2 separate regions of the Gossypium hirsutum genome follow, and region 1 is linked to region 2. The links are chromatin contacts, called in public Hi-C maps. All regions are on one chromosome and are shown on one strand. The core of a region is the stretch at or near the end of the contact, and the rest is flanking DNA. Distances in the headings are between cores, read along the strand shown. Region 1 holds the start of LOC121208483 (acetolactate synthase 3, chloroplastic). Region 2 holds the start of LOC107896932 (calmodulin-like protein 7).

Region 1 (6,988 bases), core at 2,493-4,992, 290 kb before region 2:
AACCATGCAAATAGTCACTCCACTATTAAAAAAAAATCTCATAAGCATTCAAAATAAAAAATTTACAATTTAGACACTCAAATTATATAGTTTGTTCATTTTGATCATTCTTGTTAAAAACTCTAACACGAATCTAACATGGTATTTTTTTTGACACGTGAACTAATTATTGGATACCACATGACACAATTTACCACGTCATAAGTGTTGCAGACCACTTTAAAGGACTAAAATATAAATTTCTCAATACTAATTATTAACCAAAATAAAGAAAAAAATAATAATTAAATACCTGAAAATCCCTAGTAATTCAAAGGCCATCCTGCTCCTCGAATTTTAACATAGGAATATAAAAAATAAACAAAAGAAATTTGAAAAAACGACAAGATAAATCAAAAAATAGCGACCTCAAACATAACCTTCGTCCACAACAAACTCTGTAGAAATAAGACCAGCTCAAAAGATGTATTCAATTTTCTTGATTTCTTTTCCTTTGAAAATATACCTTTTTTCATCATTTTTTTTTTTGGCTTTAAATAATAATAATAATAATAAGCTTAAAGAAGATGAGTTGAAGAACATGGAAGAAATATGGACGGGGAAGAAGTTGGTGATGTTTTAGAAAAAGGAATCAATCATTTTGCTGACAAAAAAAGTTTGAAAGAGAAGAAGCTTACAAATCAAACGAGATTGAAACTTGAAAAGGGAAAAATGAATCAATAGAAATAGGCATGTTGATTAAAACAAATCACAAAAAGAGATATCTATGGATTTGGGTTTTTTTTTTTTTTTGGTGATAGGAAATTGGGAATGTGAAAAAAGAAGTTTCTTTTTTAAAAGATTGGGACTAAAATGATAAAATTTTATTTACTTAAATTATATAGAAAATAAAATTTTTAGAAATAGTTCCCCTTCATATTTTCATTAGAGTTTTCTGGTTAAAATGAACGAACTATATAATATAGTGCTTAAATTGTAAAAAAATTAAATTAAATGCTTAAAATGAGAATTTTTTTTAATTAGATGACATATGTAGTTTAGCCAAAATTCATTTAAATTTAATTATAAGAAAATATTTGTAACTAGCCCAACCTAAATATAAAAAAGATCTGGGTCGTGATTGACTGGAAACTTACAATTGGGTGCAGTTGAGCTTGGGAAAGGGGAAAAGTTGTATATCCATATATGGGGCAGAAAAGGGCGATACATGTTTTAGGCAATGGCTCCGTATCAAGGGTTTCCCCACCTAATAAATTAACCTATCACAAGAAGAATAAATTGCTGATAATATGCACCTCATAGCTCCCTTCTTTCTCTCAATAATCACAAACCCACTGATATCTTCATGTACGTAGTTTTGTACCACTTTTACATTGCATGACCACTAAATCTGATGTTAATTTAAATTAGAAATATTGAGAGTTGGAAAAATATTTGAACTTATTTATATTTATATTATAACGAAAGCATTCATCATTCTAACAAAAACAAGTTTAGATTCGCCCATTACATAACATTACTAGACTAAAGACCTACAAGACTTGCATAAGACCAAACTGAAAACCTAATTGGTTGTTTTTAAAAGCATAGAAAAACTATGTTCCATAACTCAGAAACTAAGCCCCCATAACCCACCCTCATTCATTACATACATTACCCAAAAAAGACCATTTGATGCTCATTGAGGTCAATATTGTGTTCTTCCATCACCCTCTGTGATCACATCTTTGAAAGCCCCTCCACTGGGGATCATAGGCAGGACATGTTCTTGATGTGGGACAATCACATCCAACAAGTAAGGTCCAGGAGTGTCCAACATTTTCTGCATTGCTGCTTTTAGATCTTCTTTCTTTGTCACCCGGGCAGCTGGTATCCCGCATGCTTCAGCAAATTTCAACATATTTGGGAATATTTCCGACTCGTTGGATGGGTCTCCCAAGTATGTATGAGCCCTGTTTGCCTTGTAAAACCGGTCCTCCCATTGAACAACCATACCCAAATGCTGATTATTCAACAATAATATCTTAACCGGAAGATTTTCCACACGGATAGTCGCCAACTCTTGCACGTTCATGATAAAACTTCCATCACCATCGATGTCTACAACGACTGCCTCTGGGTTTGCAACGGCAGCTCCAATAGCAGCAGGCAATCCAAATCCCATAGCACCCAATCCCCCAGATGTTAACCATTGACGAGGCTTCTTATACTTGTAAAATTGAGCAGCCCACATTTGATGCTGACCAACACCAGTACTTATAATTGCATTCCCGCCAGTTAATTCATCAAGAACCTGAATTGCATATTGAGGTGGAATAGCTTCACCAAAGGTCTTGTAACTCAAAGGGAATTTCAGCTTCTGCTCGTTTAACTCCTGCCTCCATTCCGAATAATCAAGATTCAGCTTTGCTACCTTGGTCTCCAATATCTTATTTATCCCCTGCAATGCCAATTTCACATCGGAACACACTGACACATGAGGCTGCTTGTTCTTCCCAATCTCGGCAGAATCGATATCGATATGCACAATCTTTGCCCGGCTGGCAAAAGCCTCAAGTTTTCCCGTCACCCTATCATCAAATCTCACTCCAAAAGCAAGCAACAAATCACTCTTATCAACAGCATAATTGGCATACACAGTTCCGTGCATCCCAAGCATTTGTAACGACAAGTCATCCGAAATCGGAAAGGCTCCAAGACCCATCAAAGTACTTGCAACAGGTATCCCTGTAAGCTCAACAAACCTCTTCAACTCCTCACTAGAGTTCAAACACCCACCACCAACATATAAAACAGGCTTCTTAGACTCAGAAACCAATCTAACAATCTGTTCGAGATGAGCCTCACCGGGAGCCTTAGGCAACCTAGACAAATACCCTGGCAATCTAAGAGAATGGTTCCATTTAGGAACAGCAAGTTGCTGTTGTATATCCTTAGGAACATCAATCAGAACAGGTCCCGGCCTGCCCGAGGAAGCTAAAAAGAAAGCCTCACTAACAATCCTAGGAATATCATCCACATCAAGAACAAGATAATTATGCTTCGTAATAGACCTTGTTACCTCAACAATTGGAGTTTCCTGGAAAGCATCGGTACCGATCATCCGACGAGGGACTTGACCAGTGATCGCCACGAGAGGGATACTATCGAGCATTGCATCAGCGAGACCACTCACCAAGTTGGTTGCCCCAGGGCCAGACGTCGCAATGCAAACGCCGGGAATGCCAGAGGAGCGCGCGTAGCCCTCGGCGGCAAAGACCCCACCTTGCTCGTGTCGCGGAAGGACATTTCGGATGATTTTTGAGCGGGTTAAAGCCTGGTGGATCTCCATTGAAGCTCCACCTGGGTAGGCAAACACATCCTTGACCCCTTCACGAACCAGGGCTTCCACCAGGATATCAGCGCCTTTCCGGGGCTCATCATCCGCATACCTGGAAATGAAATCATGGGGAGGAGCATTTTTTGGGGTAACGGATGTGGCGGCGGATCTGGGGTTAGAGCTTGCATGAGAAAGAGAGCAGGAAACGTCGAAGGAGCGGTAAGGGGTGGGCTTTTGAGGGGTTGTGGAGAAGGGAAGGCTGGATTTGGAAATGGGTATGGAAGATTTGAAGGAGGAAGTTAACGTAGAAAGCTTAGGCAAAGCGGAGTTCGCAGTGGCAGCCGCCATTGTCGATGAGAGGCTTGTGGTGAGGCCTTTCTTTGGTGTCTGTGGCGAGCGAGAGTGGGAAGAAAAGTGTGATTGTGATTCCCTTTTAAAGTTTCGATTTTACCTACATTACCCTTTTGCCCTTCTTGTTTTATTCATTTTGGTCATATATTAAGAACAGTCCCTGTTCTTTACTCAAGTTACATCATTAGTCTTTCTACTTTAATTTGAATAATTTTGGCCATGTATTTCATGGTTTTGAAAATCTCAATCAAATCGTTAACAATCATTTGCTTTTTATGTGAAATCTAATCCATTGATGCAAGTTTAGGTAATGGATGGGTAACGGTAGTTCGCACAGTGATGTTGAAAGCTAGATCAGATAGGTTAAGGCCTAAGAGAGATGTTTTAAGGTTTTGAATATATTTAACAAAGTTTGGGTGTGTAAAACTATCTTAACAAAGAAATTATTGAGTCACAGAGGACTCTCAACAAGTGCACTAAGATGTCAACAAGTGCACTAAGATGTGACTGGAAGCTATGTTGTCTTGTTAAAGGGTTATTATGCAAGGTTGATGTGACTTGTTGTCGATCTAAATGCTATACATGCATGACCTTTTTGTAAATGATCTTATAGTATTTGGCAAGAGCATCTCTTTAGGTGAAGTAGTGTGATGCAGTGTTAAGGTTGCTTTCTAGTTGTATTGGGTAAGCTTCTTCATGCAGTGAGGTAGCTTCTTCATGCAACATGATTTATTTAAACAATTGTCCTCACCCAAGTTGAGAGGGAGATTACAAAGTGACATTCATCAAGACTTATTTGTTTTAGGTGTTTGTGTGTTAAACACATTGAAGGGTACGTATAAGTAAATTTTAGAGATATGAGTGACAACCTTAAAAGGTCAAATGGTATTATGATCAACATATGTTAGGAACATGTGTGGTCATAAGCATTTTGATTTTTGGGTTTTTGTGACTTTTGCATTAATGAAAGTGATACATGTTTCCATGTGATTGAGTATTGAAGCGATATGACAATTATTAATTTTTCCACATATTTATTGTCGGGTTGTTAGTGAGCAGCCATAACATTGGGAACATGAGTGACGACCTTGAAAGGTCAAATGGTGCTTATGATTAGCATAGGTTGGGAACATGTGTAGTAATAAGCGTTGCAATTTTTTAGGTTTTGCAACTTTTGCATTAATAAATCTGATACACGTTTCCATGTGACTGAGTATTAAAGCAATGTGACAATCATTAACTTTTCCTCATATTTATTGTTGATTTGTTAGTGAACAGTCAGAACGTTGGGAACATGAGTGACGACCTTGAAAGTCATTTGGTACTTATAATTAACGTATGTTAGGAACATGCGTGGTAATAAGCGTTCTGATTTTCAAGGATTTGCGAATTTTGCATTAATAAATGTGATATACATTTTCATGTGACTGAGTATTGAAGCGACATGACAATCATTAACTTTTCCTCGTATTTATTGTCGATTTGCTAGTAACAGTCATAACGTTGGGAACATAAGTGGTGACCTTGAAAGTCAACTGGTACTTATAATTAACATATGTTAGGAACATGCATGGTAATAAGCATTCTGATTTTCAGGGAGTTGTGACTTTAACATTAATGAATGTGATACACGTTTCCATGTGATTGAATATTGAAGCGATTCGACAATCATTAAATTTTGTACATACTTATTGTCAGTCTGTTAGTGAGCAGCCATAACGTTGAGAACATGATGATGACCTTGAAAGGTCAGTTGGTGTTTATGATTAGCATACGTTGGGAACACGCATGGTAATAAACGGTTCGGTTTTGCGGGTTTTGCAACTTTTGCATTAATAAATGTGATACACGTTTCCATGTGATTGATTATTGAAGCAATATGTTTGATTATTGAAGCGATATGACAATCATTAACTTTTCCTTGTATTTATTATCGATTTGTTAGTGAACAATCAAAATGTTGGGAACATGAGTGATGACCTTGAAAGTCAATTGGTACTTATAATTAGCGTATGTTAGGAACATGCGTGGTAACAAGCGCTCTGATTTTTTGGGATTTGCAACTTTTGCATTAATAAATGTAATGCACATTTTCATGTGATTGAGTATTGAATCGATATAACAATCATTAACTTTTCCTCATATTTATTGTCGATTTGCTAGTGACTGTCATAACGTTGGGAACATGAGTGACAACAATGAAAGTCAACTTGTACTTATAATTAACGTATGTTAGGAACATGTGTAGTAATAAGCGTTTTGATTTTCAGGGATTTGTGACTTTTACATTAATGAATGTGATACATGTTTCCATGTGATTGAATATTGAAGTGATACGACAATCATTGACTTTTGCACATACTTATTATCAGTTTGGTAGTGAACAGACGTAACTTTTAAAACTTATTTTAGATGTTTTAGATTGTCACTTATAAATAACAATTTTTGAGTTTTCGAAATCCAAATAGTCTTGAGAAAATTGGCGAAACTTAGTTAAATTTTTGTAAGTTGTCAATTCTAAAGATTTTAAAGAGTGATTTTTACAAGTAAGATTCTTTTTTAGGAGTTAGATTGCATTTTGCCTCCTCTACACAATAAATGGGAAATTAGTCCCTGTATGTTAGATTAAAGAGCAAATTTGTGCTTTCTGTTAAAAATTTCATTCATTTGTATTGTTAAAAACTAATATGACTGACAGAATAACCAGACAATGACATATGACATGTCATGTGTACCTCATGCTGATGTATAAGAACCAGTTTGTAACAATAAAAATTGATGAAATTTTTAATAGAATGATCAATTTGCTCTTTGATCTAATGTACAAGGACTAATTTACCCTTTTTTTTAAGTAGAGAGGGCAAAAAATGCAATCTAACTCCTAATATAGGAACCTTTATGGTACTTTTACCAAGATTCCTTTAATCATGTTATTATATTTGGGATTTTGGATTATTGTTGCCGATTGTTTTGTTTCCTATTTGGAATAAATCTCAAAATTACACCTAAATTTTAATTTAATGTGTAATTTGATACATAAATTTTCATTTGGGGTAATCATACACATGAAGTTTTTAATTGTGGTTCAGATGTATATTTAAAACTTTAATTTTGATTCAACCTTATACATTCAAAGAAATGAATACATCAATTTATTTATTTATTAGATAAATATAGTCATTTTTGTATGTAATATGTAGATATAATGACAATCGTGTGTAAGTGATTTGTGGAAATTAAATCAAACAAAAATCTCATATTTTTAAAATTTAGGCCTATCTAAATCAATTTTGAAATTGTGAAAAGGATAGATCGTAG
Region 2 (6,509 bases), core at 838-3,337:
GTCAAATGTATGAACATGTTCTAGAAGTAGCCACTTATTCTTTCACGTTCTTCTTTTAGAATTTGACCAGCGAATGAGGGAAAGGTTGAATCTGGAATTCTCAATGTTGTAGTAGTCAATGCTTGATTTGAGAGAATACCCAGCACCACTAATAGTAGTTTTGCATTATGCTATTGTTATACAACTTACACCATAAACATAAACAAGATGCCAAAATTCAATTAGCTGGTCTTGTGGGATCGTTTAAATCTTGATTGACATCAGGTCGTAAGTTCAAATCTGGACAATCCCTTCTTTTATCTCTTAAAATAAATACAAAAACTAATGTGAAATATATCAATTTATTAATGTCAATTTTTTGAAGCATATAACATTAGATGTTACATTTGTGTTCATATGTGGATGCTGTCTAGGATTGAAAATGCAAAAGAAAAATTAAAGTTAGACTAAAATTAAAAGACAAAAAAAAATACACTAAAAAAAGAAAACCCTAATCCACATCTAAAATTTCCAATAACAACAAAAATCAATCTTAGAACCAAAAATATGCACAAAATATTATAATTTTGAAATAACAGAAGAATAACCCCAACCTGAAATTTGTGGATTATCTCAAATTTTGGATTTTAAGAGTTGTAAAAGAAGATTTTAGAGTGGGTTTAGGGTTGAAGAAGAAAGAATTCGGGGCATTTACTTTATTTTCCCTTTTAATTTTTTGTTTCGACTTAAATTTTGTAACCCACAAATAAAGTTGGCGTGTACAATCGAGTATGTCCAAAAAAGAATATTTGATTCTTGACTAAATCACAAAGGTAATATGAGTAATTATTTTGAATATTTATCTTAATTCAATTAGATCAATATTGATAATAATATTAATGTAAAAATACGTAAATTTAAACATATAATATTAATATAAAAGTACCAGGACAGAAACACTTAGTGATAAAAATATGATAAATAAGCAGATCACATATCAAATATACACAAGGGAATAAGAGGAATAAAAAAGAAATTAAGATTAGAAAAAATAAAGACAATGGGGAAATTCAGAAACAGAAACAATAAAACCACCAAATTCCCAAACCAATCTTACAATCCTGAAAAAATAAACCCAAATAAAATGGAACCAAAAACACCATACTGCTATCAATCTTTGGTGATAAAAATTGTTCCCCCATTCCTCCCATCCCATTGCATCCTCTCCCTTTCTTAAGTTATGGATTCCATTTTCCAACAAATGTAATGCAGCCCGAAGATCTTACAAGCTTATCTACAAATCCAATATAGACGGAATGTTTTATGCCATGGCTGTAAAGCCACCTCCTTTCATCATTTGCTTGAATTCCATAAAATTAACCCTACCGTCACCGTCTACATCCACCTTCGTTATCATCCTTTTACAATCTTCGATCCCTTTCCCTTGCTTAAGCCCAAGCGATTCCAAAACGGACCTCAACTCCTCCACGGAAATGTATCCGTCACCGTTTTGATCGAAAACATTGAAAGCTTCCTTCATATCTTCTTCTTCATCCTTATTATCCATAATGGATCGGTACAGCTCACTGAACTCGTCGATATCGATGCACTTATCGCCGTTGACATCAATCTTTTCGATCATTTGGGTTAATTCAGGATCAGGGATGCAGATACCCATATTCTCCAACGAATCGTTCAACTCTTTCTTGGAGATGGACCCATCTCCGTTCTTGTCGAACAATTGGAACACTCTCTTCAACTCAGCAGCGTCCATTCTTTTTAGAGGACAACGAGGGGAGACCGATGCCAATGCAACTGCCGGAGATGGGTTCTTTTCGGTTTCACCTCCGACAGAAACAAAGGGAGTGGTGATAGTACAAGAAGGAGAGAGGAAAGATTTGAGCTTTCTGGGGACCAAATAGTCGAGGAGGAGATTGTATAGCAAGAAAATCCGAAAGAGAAAAGAGGGCATTGAAAGTGGGGAAACGAATATTTGTGCGGTGGAAAGCAAATTTGGGAGAAAAAATAGTTGAGGAGTTTGGAAGGGAAAAGAAAGCGTATTTAGAGGATAGTTAGGCCGGCGTGTGTTCCAATAAACGCGTTTCGTTGAATTAAATAATTGGACCGTTGATAACGGATCTTTAGAGAAATGGGAAATTTTAAAGGAGGGGACCGTTGCCTTATTATTATTATTATTCTTCTTTACTCTACTCTACTTCCTCAACGGATGTTTACGCGTGTTTTAGGTGTGGGACTGAGACTTGGTTTTCTTCAAGCACGGTCATTCCGAACTCAATTTTACTAGAATTAGTCCACTCTGGCTTTCCCGCTGTGTCTAACATCCATTTCTTTTATATTTAGATTTTGACTGATTTTTGCTCTTTCCAAAACAATCACCCGTAACTCTTATTATTACAAAAACCCAACCTCTATGGTATATCAAATCTTCCCCAACGAGAATTAATTCAAATGAAAAAAAAAAAACAAAAGTTTTGAGAAGAAAATGATTCTATTTGATCCCTATACTTTATTAGTATTAAGAAATAAAATAATCGTGAATCTCGAGTAATTGACCAAGCTGTCAAAGTTGCTAAAATGGTAACAAATCCTATCAATAAAATAAGACATTCATTCTCATCTTGTCTCATCCCATCTTAACGTGATTTTTGCTAATTGTTTTAAATATTTTCAATCTTTTATTTAAACATAATTTTTCAAAAAAAAAACGTAAGGGATTTTTCTATAAAGCATTTTTATATTTGGTTAAAAATATGATATAAGTCCATGTACACTTCAATTTTTTTTTATATTTAGTCTCTATATTTTTATTTTCAGAATTTAGTTTATCTATTTTTCAATTTTCAAAATTTAAATCGAACTGTTAATATATATATATATTAAAGCTAATGATTTTTATATTTTTCAATAAATTTAATCTTCAGATTTTACACATTCAGTCTCTCTATATATATTTAAAGGTAATGAGTTATATATAAGTATATTTATTTTAAATTTTTTATATATTTTTAACAAATTTAGTTTTCAAAGTTTACATATTTGGTCTCTCTATATATTTAAAGCTAATGACTTATATATATATATTTCAACGTTGTTTAGTTGTTAAAATTTTATATATTTTTTCAAATGATTCTTTTAGAATATTGATCGAATTGAAGAATATGTAAATGATGAGAGATTAATTTATTATTATGTCAATTAAATTTATACACAATTGATGAATAACATTATTTGTCATAAATAATTATTTTTAATTATTCATTTTTAAAATTTACTGAGATTAAATTAATTTTATTTTTTTAAGAATGAACAATTTATCCTAAATTAAAATCCAGAGCAATAGGAGAGTTGTTTTTACCTTTTCATTCTGAACCTTGCTTTTTCTTTTTTGGGTAGAAAGACTTTTGCACATATTATATTTTATGCATATTGCATATTGTATAATATTGTTGTCATGTTTTATTATTCTGTATTATTATATTGAACTTCTGTCTTTTGTCTATTAATTAATTATTAAGTGTTGGTCCTATAATTCAATTTGTGAGTTTGTGGTAATAATTTCATCCTGTTAAGGGCGGGTAAGTTATACCCTAACTTTTTATTACATTTTATTTTTGTATATCACAGTTTTTAATAAATATAAAAAAAAATTTAAGCATGATTATGACATCAATACATAAATTGCCCAAATCTGCATTTAGGTAATAGATTTTTTAGGATTGAGATCCCTTGAAATATCAAAATAAAAAAATAAAATAAAAATTTCGAATATTTTAATTAGCACTAATTATTTTCATCTTAGACACATTATCATCAATGGATATTTTAATTACCAACAAGTGCTGGATGCATTGATAAGATATATTGTATGTCTAAAGGGACATGTAAATTCAAATTTAAAAAATAATATTATTAAGAGAAGTAACCACAAATCTCAAATATGAACATAAAAAATACAACAACAAAAAATCACCATATAGGCAGGCATATATTTCAATTTTACATTAATTTTATTTATTTTTAATATATTTTAAGAGGGGCACTTGCAAATGCAAATCGTGTAAGACTTAAAAAATAATTATATGCTGAGTTTCAAATGTCCTTTAAGAAAAATTAAATCCATAAACAAAATAATTAGAGTTTACGTTTTTTTTAATGTTTTTAAAAATACATGTACATTAAAAAAATGTATTAGAAAGTATATTTGTAATGTTTCTTTTTAATGTTTTATACTTTATATTTAGAATTATCGTTGAAATTTGAATATATATTTTTATCATTACACATAACATTATATAATTAGATTTATAATGTTAAACATGACAAGAAAAATACAATTAAATAAGCATTAACAAGTTACAAAACGAACAAATAGATTAGACGAACACATGAATATATATTTTTCCTTTTTTAAAATAGCAAAACAAAATAGGTCTCTTTCCGCCTTAAAATTCCCGCTAAAAATATTCATTTATTATTGTTATATGATATGAGACCAAAAAGAGGAAATAAAAAGATCCGTTTTATATATCAATAGATGAAATAAGGGTGTGAAAAACAAGATAGGGATTCTCTACAATGACATTGTAGACCAATTGAAAAGGATATAGCGCAGCTTAGTATCGTGTTTGTTTTGGGTACAAAATATTACGGGTTCAAATCCTATCACTTCTCCTTTGAGCAGGAATTTATATATATCAATATGTCTAAAATATAATTATAATGGAAATAACATGAAAAATTATAAAAGAAATAAACAAATCACACATATTAAATAATTTAGTGTGGCAAAAGCCAGCAGTGTGCATAATTAAATATGATGTGGGTACATGTTTCCCACAAATTAATGTAATGGATAGCAATTAATTGCCAGTTGGGTTTCATCAAAGTAGTAATGCGAATTGCAAAATTGGCAGAATTAAGGCTTTAAATTCTGACCCTAACCCTACCCCTATCCCTCTGTCAGTAACCACCCAGCTCATAATTTCCTTTTATAATACAAAATATCACTTTATTAAATATTTAAAGGATAATTATTATATGAATTCACTTAAGTAGTAAAAAAGGTTAGGGTTATGTAATATTTTGAAAAAACAAATAAAATAGAAGAAGAAGAGAGATAAACTAAAGAAGGGCAAGCTGTTAAGAGTTAATTATAAAAATAGGTAAGAGAAAGTTGATAATGTGAGTGAAGAGTTGACTAAGCCACTGAAATGTTGCATGTTAAAGAGACAATAGGGAAAAAGTTGAGTGTTAGGCATTTTATGTGTGTTGGAAACATAAATTAATGCAAGTGATGTGTGTGCATGAGCTGTTGTCTGGTTGTCTTTCATCCAATCTTCACTCTTCTGTATTTAAGGAAAAAAAAAAAGAAGCGAAAAAGTTCCATGAATCATGGCTTGGCACACGGTGCCACTAAGGTCAATCGCCACCTTTCATGTCTTTTCCCTTTTCTGCGCTTCTGTGGCTTCCAATAACTAACACTTGGACTGCCTTATCTTACATTGTTGTTGGAAATGTTAGATTCGATTATCATGTTTCATTTAACTTCAGTACAGTTATGCCCTCATTATTTTCCCATCTTACTTTTCCCCTCCATTACTTCCTTTTGTTTTCTGCTATTATTGTTATATGTTCCGATTCACCTGTATACTGGATTAATGTCTACTATCAACGGTCGTAAATTATTTTGTTGTTTGCATGTATAATGAAGAGGGAAAAAAATAATTAAGAGGCATATGAGGATTAAAGATAGGGATTGTAGAAATTATGTCCATAGCAACAAACGTTAATCATTCAAGAGGGGGATGTTGAGTATTTGAGGAAGTTCTTTTTCAAAATGCTAAAGATAGGGAATTATTCCACCAGTTTGACCTTGATGGATATAAAAAGGTTGAAGAATATTATTTGCATCCATCCTTAGAGTAAAGTTGCTTACGAAGACTTCTATTATGTAGTTTGTTTCTGTTGAGTATGACTCCTATTTCAGTTAAATTTGATAAATAATCTTTCAGTTAAATTTTGTTTATTTGATTCAATCAAACTCTGATTAGTCTAGATTATTTTATTATTATTTGACCTGTGATTAGACTCTTTTACAACCTTAAAAAAACACCTATTAGAGATTAGAACTCATAACACTTTTAGAGAATTTTGTGTTTACGTTTTGAGGGTTCTTTGTTTTCGGGTTTTCAGGGTTTAGTTTTTATCTCCATCTTTTGTAATTTTCGTTCTTTTGCCATTATAGTATAATTATCTTTGCTCGTGATTTTTTATCCTCTTTGGAGGAATTTTTCCAAGTTAAAATTGTGTGTTCAATTTCTCAATTTCTTCCACTATTTTTTACTTGTTCATTGTTTAATCGGGTCGATCCCCAACAATTTCAATACAATTTATCTTGTCAATAGGTATAAAACACCTTTTGCTTCATTTGTTAGAATTAATCACTATGATCAATCTACCCTATTAGATTGTGTTTTGCTTTCACACGAAGATGTGGGAACATTTAGGTG

What was found. A called contact is a pair of places that touch in the nucleus more often than the background predicts.
Region 1: a contact with region 2 is called in a Hi-C map of leaf, with 1.8 times the contacts expected there. The contact joins the promoter of LOC121208483 here to the promoter of LOC107896932 in region 2. A contact is called at or near these places in 3 of 34 Hi-C or Micro-C datasets (callus and leaf).

What each region holds. Positions count from the first base shown.
Region 1 is chrA10:78,861,580-78,868,567 of Gossypium_hirsutum_v2.1, reverse strand. It overlaps LOC121208483 (acetolactate synthase 3, chloroplastic), which reads right to left and starts at 3,742. Exons shown (of 1, transcript XM_041079242.1): 1 at 1,432-3,742. The coding sequence starts at 3,667. The coding sequence ends at 1,688.
Region 2 is chrA10:78,567,442-78,573,950 of Gossypium_hirsutum_v2.1, reverse strand. It overlaps LOC107896932 (calmodulin-like protein 7), which reads right to left and starts at 2,087. Exons shown (of 1, transcript XM_016822243.2): 1 at 876-2,087. The coding sequence starts at 1,951. The coding sequence ends at 1,301.